Linked DNA regions of Anas platyrhynchos: region 2 is linked to region 1. The links are chromatin contacts, called in public Hi-C maps. All regions are on one chromosome and are shown on one strand. Each heading gives the region's core, a stretch centred on a gene start, on an enhancer-like site or on the middle of the called end of the contact. The rest is flanking DNA. Distances are from core to core; before and after follow the strand shown.

Region 1 (4,815 bases), core at 1,183-3,682:
TTACAGAAAAGTTAATATTGAACCAGAGTGAAAAAGCTTATCTTATTTTCACAGAAGAAGCATAACATCATATGCCATCCACATGATGGCATACAGACCCCTTTCCCTTCCTTGATTAGGATGCCCTACTGGCAGCACAAATATGATGACAGATAACGTCTGTGGAAAGACATGGAGTCTTAAAAAAAGGAGTGATCACTCCTTCAGCCTGAATGCCAAATGTTGAAAATGACGTAAAATGGCATCATCTGAAAAAGTACCTGGTAATATTCAAAATAACTGTTAGGAAATAATATTTTAAAATATCTCAGATTTAACTGACAATTTCCTATTTTAAAATGTGGAATATTAGAAGTTTGAAATGCTTCCAATAAGAGGGCTAGGCAGCATTCTCAATATTTGACTCCCTCTTGGATTCTCATCTTTGTGATTGCAGGGCTATTTCCCCATGTATAAGGATATCACAGTATGGACACTGAATGAGTAACGGAACTAGTTCAAAAGTGTCTGAATACAAGGCGTTTTAAGAGGACAGCTCTCTTTTGTTATGATTCTACATGAGCATTTTACATATTTTGAGGCATAAAAGGGTGGCTTAAATGGTTCAAGTATTTTTCAGGATGGGTTTAATTTTCTTTGTAGAAAGCAAATGGGAGACTTGCTGTTAGCTGATACATTTAAGTTTAAAAGCAGAGTCAATACCCATTTTCTTGGGTCTTGTTTCTCAGGTGGGTGGGTAGATTAGGACAAATGTATTAAAAGTCAATTTACATTTAAGGGAATGTAATTGGATTTAGTTTGATGAAGGTATTTATGTACGATGTAAACAATATTATCCCTGACATTCTGACCTTTGTTGACCCAAGATTAATAGTGGTAATGGATGCAGCAGCGGCAGCAGTAGTTTTCTCTGAAGAGTCTGCAAGGTGAAGGATGCTCCACAGCAAAGTCACAGAAGACATGATCATATGCAGTATAGACAGGATCCCATTGCGTGCTTCAATCAAGTGTTTCTGATCTACATTAACCAAAAGCTAGAACATTTCAAGGGAAGAGGGGAAGAACAGCATTAAATATCTACACAAATAAAATTAGTAAAATAGTGTAAATTGAGACAATGTACATGGAAGCTTTAAACCAGGCCTCTTTTCCAAAACAGCTTTTCGGTAATTTTTACAGTACTTACAGGCTTTGAGTTTATCAAATAATAATTGATTAAAGAATCTTTTGACTCTCAGTCATTCAGAATGGAATGTGTTCTGAACATGTGGTACCTCATGACTACAGCAATCAATTTTGTATCATCTGCCTACACCTTTGCAAAATATAATTATTTCAGAATCTGAGGTTTAACAAATACATTAAGCAAAATTATTTACTTGCACAGACAATAAACAGTTCTCGGTTATTTTCAAATGAATGGAAGGCAAAGGGGAATAAGAACACAAATGGCAAAACCAAGGTAGACAGCAGAACAAAAGTTTTCATGTAAAATCTGGGCCAAATTCTTGAAAGATACTATGCTCTTAATATCAGATCTGAAAATATTGCTTGACTGAAGACAAATTGTGAATATACCGAAAAAGCAGAAAGAAAATATTTTGACATATTGCACGATGAACATAATCCAGCCAGAAAGTGCCAGATATGCATCAGTCTGCAAAGTTCCACAATGAAGTCGTAATGAAGTTCTAAAAAGTTACATTTTAGAGGTCCGAAAGTTAAGGAATTTTCCTTGAAACTACTTCGTTGTTTCAAGGAAATAATGATAACAACAGAAAAGTCTAATACTCTCTTAGAAGTATAATTAGTAGAAAATTATTGTTCCGTTTAATTGAGATGTATACACTATCCATGAAAAACACATTTACAACCAAGATTACTACATGGCTATTATTTTCCTCACTCAGACCTTCAATTTTGTGCAAGTACCTAATACAAGCACGTTTATACAATTACAGTCCTTAATTTGACATATACTGCACAGGAACTTCTCAGATGCCCAAGTAAATTTACCTGATGATATTGTGTAGATGGATCTAGCAGGCAGTAATGAATTATTGTTGTAATCCCTTCTAATAGAGTAAGAACCATATCTGGGGGAGTGACTGACGCCATCCAGAGAGGCCTAAAATAAAATATATTTTTAAATGAACTCATCCAGCAGCAAAGTAATTCAACACAATTAAATTTGCTTAAAAAGATTATACACCTCTAGATATACTTACCTATTATCAGATAATCCTGTTTCATATTTATATTGCTGAATTAAATTATCCAAGTTCCTGCAGAGCTGAAGAGTCACAGAAACAACCACCCTCTGAAGAACCTTTCCCATGTAAGGCAAAGTGGAAGTGATAAGGCCAATCCACTGAGGATGCATTTTACAGGCACAGTGTTGATGTAAAGCTCTTATCACCGCGCAGAGAAACATGCCTTGGCAGGTTATTGGCTGGGAGTGTAAATACTGAAGAGAAGTCATCGGCTGCTGGGGACCAATGTGCTCCAAGTCTGTTATGACAAAGTCGAAGCCTGTTTCATTTTCCTCAGGCACAGTCATTACTCTGTGTTCCAACACAATCAGCCGCTGAAGCACTTTTAAAAGCTGTGACTGTAGAGTACTGCCGTTGTCAAATTCATCTTCAGAGAAATTTATAAGGCTGTCTTCAGAGAAACCTTCTTCTACAGCCACTATGTTTTTTCCAGCCATCTTTTCACTGTGCCATTTCTGTGCGCTAAAGATAGAAGACAGCAGACAATGCAGGATCACTTTCTGAACCTTGCACTTGGATAACATGTCCGAAATAAAACTAGGAAAGCCTTTTGCAGAGCTTTCTATAACTTTGGCCAATTCAGCAAAGAGAAGTGTCAGAATTTCTATACTCATCATTTGCATATTACGGTTTCCTATCAGATCTTGTGAGGTTACTTTAACGTGAGTTGGATAGTGGCTCCGCATGTAATATAAACACAAGGAGATAAGAATTTCTATGTACATAGAACTCCGAAAGTTATGGTTAGAATCAACTGGGATGTGACTATAGAAATCCTTGCCCATAACAGATATCCGATGCCTGGCTAGGAGATTCTGGAGCAGTGAGAGCTGAGGAGTGTATGCATTGTTGACACTGGTAGTGGAGATAGCACTTACGAACGCTGAGGGATTTGTCTTCAGAATCGCTTTAATTGCAGAAAAAGCATACAATGTCCTTGAGGAGTCATACAGCTGGAGATACAGCAGTACATGTTGATACAAGGGATGGATATTGAAGTTGGGAGATTTCCGCATTCCTGGGGACCCCACATCACTCTCTATTTCTGAAATTTCTCCTTCTCCACAGCTGTACCAGTTTTCTAAATCAAGACCATCACTAAAGAAGACGTTTGTTTGTTTAAGCTTTTCTGTTTGCGCTTTCTTCTTCTCTTCATCTTTCTTTTTGGCTATTTTCACCTTAGGTTTTGCACCTGGTTGCTTACCAGCCTCTTTAACAATTGTTTCTTTTTCTGACGTTTTTTCTGGCAGTTTTCCTTTGAAGTTGAACTGAATGCTACTGTGGCTCCGCTTTCTGGACTTGGACTCTGTGGAAGCAAGAGTGAGATCTGACAGGGACTGCTGGCTTGCTGCAATACAGGGTGAGGAGTTATTTCTTGAAATTTCGTCTCTTAAGCTCTCAAGTCCAGTCTCAGTTGAGGCTGACAATAACTGGGAACTGTCATTACTAAGCAAACTACTTTGGCTACTTTGAATATTTTGATCTTCACTTTTAGTCATCTCGTCGGGGTTATCCAAAGGGCTGAAATTACATGAAGTATCCTCGGAGTGCAGACTGTGTTTAACTGGGTCGTTCTCTTCTCCAAGACTGCTTACAACTCTGCAGATAAGGTCAGTAATGACTTGTTGCACAATTTCATCAGGCGAGTCTTCTCTCAGAGTCTGAGAGCTATCTTGAGCACTCAGGCTTTCTGTTTCCACCTCATAGCTGATGTTGTCTCCAGTAGATGACTGAGAACAGCCAGAATCAGAACTCTGCAGTATTTCAACCTGATTGTCAGGAAGGTCAAAATCAGACACAACCATTGGAATGGTCTCGCTGCTGGTACTTAACAAGGAAAGCCGGTCACTCAGAGGGTTGACAGTCAGGCTGAAGTTCTCCATTTCATCCATAACAAGCTGCTTTTCATTGCCTTCTTTAGGTATAATAAGTTGTCCTTGGCTTACAGGCACGTGGGAAAATGCTTAAAGAAAAACATGAAAAAGTTATTTACATGGTATCTTGTTTTTCAGAACAGAATTTAGAATTTATATTTAGAATTTAAACTATTATCAAGACTTTAAATGAAACAACAGTAAGGTAAATAGTTCCTTTTCACTTTAACGCAAAAAAAAAAAACAACAACAGTAAATAACAAGTCACATATTCACATAAGCAAGCCAGAAACACTTTAGTAGTAGACCTTAACAAAACATAATTTCCATGTGAAGCCTTATGCAGTCTTATCTACTTGTGTTTTGACAAAAAAAGAATTATTAATATGTTACTAACAATATAGAATACATGCAAACACCTTCAAACTTAATCAGTATGTTTTCAGTCAGTCCCACATCAGTGTTCCTAATCCACAAAAAAAAAAAAAAAAAATCTAATTTCTTGGTTAAACTTCAGGTCATAAGCTTAAGTTCTACTGAAGTCTGTAAGACATAATAATACGCTCTGCATTGAAATACTTGTATACTGTCTTAATCTGAGGGCAGTTAAACTTCAAAGACACTTCAAGGCTGTGACACCTAGCCTTAAAAAAAAAAAGTGCACTAAA
Region 2 (4,456 bases), core at 45-2,544, 310 kb after region 1:
ACTGCTGCTGAAGAATACACATAGAAGTTTTTTTTCAACTTCAAATGTTTTGTGGTTAAAAAACAGCTAGGTTGTTTTAAACTCCTTAATGCTTTCACTACTCTGGTGATAAAATTGTGGCTTTAAATAAACATGGAAAAATTCTGGCCATTGGCATAAACATTAATATAGCCTGTCTTTCCTTTCTATTTTGGAAAAAGTGATGTGCATTTTTTTTTTCTATTTTACATTGGGTACTACTTGTCTGGTTCCTTGCTTCCCACCCAAAAAGGTAAAACACAAATCCTATTCCAGATTAAACTGTAATCTGCACCTCCTATTACATCATCCTCCCCCCCAATTAAAAAAAAAAAAAAAGTAGAACAGGAGTTTACTTCAGATACTTTCTAAGTAGGTGATTTAGAGAATTACCTTGCAAGATTGATTTCTGAAATCCTTGTGTACTTAACAGGTTTGCTTATGAGACTGCCCTGTGGGTTGGTGTCAAAAGCCTTACAAAGATCAAGTTGTATCATATAAATTGGACCACTCGCAGTGTCAGAGTGAGAAATTACACAGGTTTGGGAATACCTGTCTCGATAAAACCTTCCGGATGCTTTCTCTTACTTCTTTATTTCCTAGAGATCTGCAGATGGGTTATTTAATGATTTGTATTTGAGACCTCCCAGAGAGGTACTGCCCTGTCAGCAACCTTGCTCACACCCAGGCAAGCTGCATCTCTTCACCTTCCTTTGGGACAGCCTCAGATGTTGGTAATAATTCTCCCAAAATGGTTTTAACATTTTTCTTAGGCAGGGGCCTGCATCCTTTGCCTATTTCATTCCACCAATCGATAGTGCTTCACGACATTGCAGCCAGCACTTCTAGCTGCGTGGCCACAAATTTTCCTTCTCCCATGAAAACTGACAGGAAAAAACCCTAAACCACCTCAAACATCTTTCCTCCAACCTCTCCTTCCCGACGACCCTTCCCCACACTCAGCTCCCGCGGCCGCCATTTTGTTTAACCCTTGCGCGCCCCACCGTGGCAGCACGGCGGCCATCTTGTTTAACCCTTTCCCACCCCCCCCCGCAGCACGGCGGCCATTTTGTTTTAACCCTTTCCCGCCCCACGGCCGCGACGCGCAGGCCCCGCCCCCTTCCCCCTCCCTCCCTGTCACTCAATCCGGGCTCCGCCGCGGGCGGGCCAATCAGCGCGCGAGCCGCGGCGGCGCCTCGGCCAATCGCCTGCTGGCTTCTTCAGGGGTGCGGCGGCTGCCGTCGCTTCGCCGCCCGTTGCTCCGCTGGCACCGGCCGCCGGCGCCGCCTCCTCCCGCTGAGGTGCCGCGGTCCCCGCAGCGGCCTGGCCCTACCCCGCTGTCACTGAGGATGAGCCCCCGCGCTGCCCAGCGCGCCTCCCGCCCCGCCCGGCCGAGCCCATTCATCTAGCGACTGGTAAGGGGCGGGGGCCGCTGTGTCCGGGGGGACCGGGACGGGGACAGCCGGGAGGGGGGGGGGGCTCCGCTGAGGCAGCTGCGTGGCTGGTGAGGCGGCCGCCGGCCCCCCTGCGGGCCCACACAGCCTTAGGTGGAGGTTCCCGGGAAGCCTTTGCTGTGTCTGGCCCTGCCGGGGGTGTTTGTCCGCTGCTTGTGGTAGCAACTCACGGTGTTGCTGCCGAGCCGCAGCGGTGAGCGCCGGGGAGTTGAAATGGCCTGGTTGGGCCACAAAAATGTCAGTGCGTGGCTCTGTTGGGGCCGGCCACCAGATCTCCGGCGTCCGGCCCTTTCCTTGCTGACGTGGTCAATGTGGTTGTCTGTCCGCGGGGACCGCAGCTTGGGGCTTGCAAAAAATAAATATAAAAGTACACAGGAACATCTGGTGGGGGTGCTTTGTAACAACACTTTACTAGAAGTTCTGAGTTCATACAGAAAAGTCTGCTAAGTCTAAGACTTTATTTATTTATTTCATGGGTCTTTAAGTACAGTGGAATTCTAGAAGGCACTTCTGGTTCATTACTCTTCACTTTTACTGAAAGACAGATAAACTTAAGATCTGGAGCAGGATCCCAGTGTATTGTGGAAATGGCTTTAACTGTGCTTCTGTGTTACCACTGTCTCTACGTTTTAGTTTTTTGATAATGTTATTGAGCTATGTAGTTTTCATTGCTTCCAGAAAAGCGAAGCACAGTATTTCACAGTTTCCTGTTTGTGAACTGTTAATGGAGATACCTCATAATTTCTGACAAACTGAACTTCTCTGAGGTGTTGCAGCTGAATTTAGCACTCAGTGTTACTTTGGTGTTTGTTTGACAGTGTCTGCCTCCAATTCAGAGTGTTTGTTAGCAGTCTTAGCAGCAAATGGGCTGGAGTTGTTGGTACTCTTTTAAAGAAGGAAGTTATGTTGAAAGGCTGCATCACTGATTGTCTCATCCATGTAAGGATTGTGCTGTCCGCACTGTGAAGGCAGAAGTTGCAGAAAGCCTGGAGAACATCTAAAAGCCACTAGCTGCAGGGTTTCTAAGTGGTAGCAGAGAGGCCCCAGCCTAGTAAATGCAGCAACTTGGATCTGCCATGGCTGAGGGAACATAGGGAACCTGTTATTTTATAAATGCAATTGGATTTCATCCGTATCTGTACTTCTAGGCAGGTGATATCTATTTAAAACTTGACAGCTTGCTTGTCTAGTCCGTTTTGAGAATACCTGTGGGTAGCCTCATTTGTGCTCGGTGTATCTTTTGAAAGTGATTCCTGACTTAATCTTTTATCAAGTTTGAATGAATGAGTACTTACCCATTGTCAGGGGTAACAGATTGATTTTTGTTCTTTTTGTAAATAACTTTCCTTTTTGAAGACTGTGGTCTGTATGAAACACAGCTGAGGGATAAAACAGATCCTGTTTGTTCAGGCTGTACTCACAGGTTGTTTTGTAAACCTTTTGAATGCTAATTGCTCTTTCACAGTCTTGTGGAAAGTCAAAGAGCTTGCCATGCCCCATTAAAATTATTGAGAAAGATCTATGTTTTTAGGATTATATTTGGGACCATCATATTTCCAAATCACCTGGAGATGGCATATAGCTTAAATTTCTTAATTTCCCCTTTTTTGATACTAAAATGCTTTTCCCCTCTCTGCCCCCTCCCCTCCCCCCCAACATATTCAAATAATATTGTTCAAGGGGTTGAATAATCTTGATTGATGTTCAGACTTCCAGCAAATGTGCAGAGGATTTCCACATGGGTTAAATGCTTTGTGGAGATACAATCTCCTGATAGGAATTAGTAATCTCACTCTTCTTTAAAGCCTTGGTTGATGTGCTGCTTATAGCTGAAGGGTGCGTTTGCTGTTATTTATCTAGGAATTCATCTGTCTTCAGTGGGTTCTTGCTGTGTATCCTGTCTTCAGTGGGTTCTTGCTGTGTGTATCCTGTCTTCAGTGGGTTCTTGCTGTGTGTATCCTGTCTTCAGTGGGTTCTTGCTGTGTATCCTTGGGGATACATTGCTTAATGTCAGTGCTACATTATCACCTAGCTTCAACTTGCTAGTCCCTTTTATCAGATTCTAAACCGCTGCTCTAACATGTATTGGTGTCTTTAAGTAAGACTTCAGTCATCAGAAGACCCTGGAAAATCAGTAACATACTAGCAAACATCCAGTCTTCAATTCTATAAGCTGTAATCTCTTTTTTTTTTTTTTTGATTACTTGATTAGGAAAGTTTTTAGATTTCCCATGCTGTTATGTCTACAGGTCTTCAGTGATGTTATGAAACCACTGTGAATGGACTAACTTGGAGAATATTATTAAATGTCAGCATACAGGTTCAAAAATCAAAACAAAAGCAAAACACCACCCTGGAAATCTTTAAGAACTCACAGTACACGTAGAAGGTTGGATTTACCTTACTGAAGTTTGGTGGTGCCAGTCATAACTCTTCGTTTAAGCTTCTAGCAATTTATCAAAAGTTCAAACTTACCAAATGATCAAAAGGAGTGAATGAATTTTGCATCTTCTTAAAAGCAATGTTATTTACACTAATAAAAGGAGGGATATTAGTCTTAACAAAGGAAACTCTAGTCTTCTTTCTTTTATGAAAAATAGAAACCATTACATGCTTTGGTTGTAGGAGAGCCCAAACTCCGGTAGTTTTTTCACCAAGTGCATCCTGGATGCAGTTGGTAGTTAGAAAAAAATAAATACCGCTTAAAAATAAATTAATAAGAAAAAGAAACAGTGAATGATGAGTGGATGAGGGTAGGTTATGCTAACTTAATGATTAAATAAGGTCTGAAGAAATATGTTCTTTCTAAAGCATCCAGAAGCTGGGTTTCAAAGCCATATCGCTCTTTTAACAGTCGAGTTACTGTAATGCAGTGCACATGGGAGATGCAAGCCCAGCGATCTGTCTTTGTGGAGCATTGAATTCTCCCTGCTGGAATCTCTTCTTGTTTTCTCTTCTGTGCCAGGGCCATTGTCTTTTGTGCT

Evidence for each region. Hi-C and Micro-C count contacts between places; a contact is called where the count stands out from the background.
Region 2: a Hi-C map of F5 follicle shows a contact between it and region 1, with 2.7 times the contacts expected there. The contact joins the promoter of IBTK here to the enhancer-like site in region 1. A contact is called at or near these places in 2 of 8 Hi-C or Micro-C datasets (F1 follicle and F5 follicle).

The regions. Positions count from the first base shown.
Region 1 is chr3:84,871,614-84,876,428 of IASCAAS_PekinDuck_T2T, forward strand. DOP1A (DOP1 leucine zipper like protein A) reads right to left here. Exons shown (of 37, transcript XM_072036241.1): 19 at 2,229-4,236; 20 at 2,017-2,128; 21 at 852-1,034. Among named protein-coding and RNA genes, the nearest start is that of PGM3, 30 kb to the left of the region's middle. Within about 2 kb of position 2,433, at least 5 of the 8 cell types and tissues checked have an H3K27ac peak or open chromatin away from gene starts, as enhancers often do. A contact at or near this core is called in F1 follicle and F5 follicle, where this site is marked.
Region 2 is chr3:85,186,220-85,190,675 of IASCAAS_PekinDuck_T2T, forward strand. It overlaps IBTK (inhibitor of Bruton tyrosine kinase), which reads left to right and starts at 1,295. Exons shown (of 29, transcript XM_038176660.2): 1 at 1,295-1,433.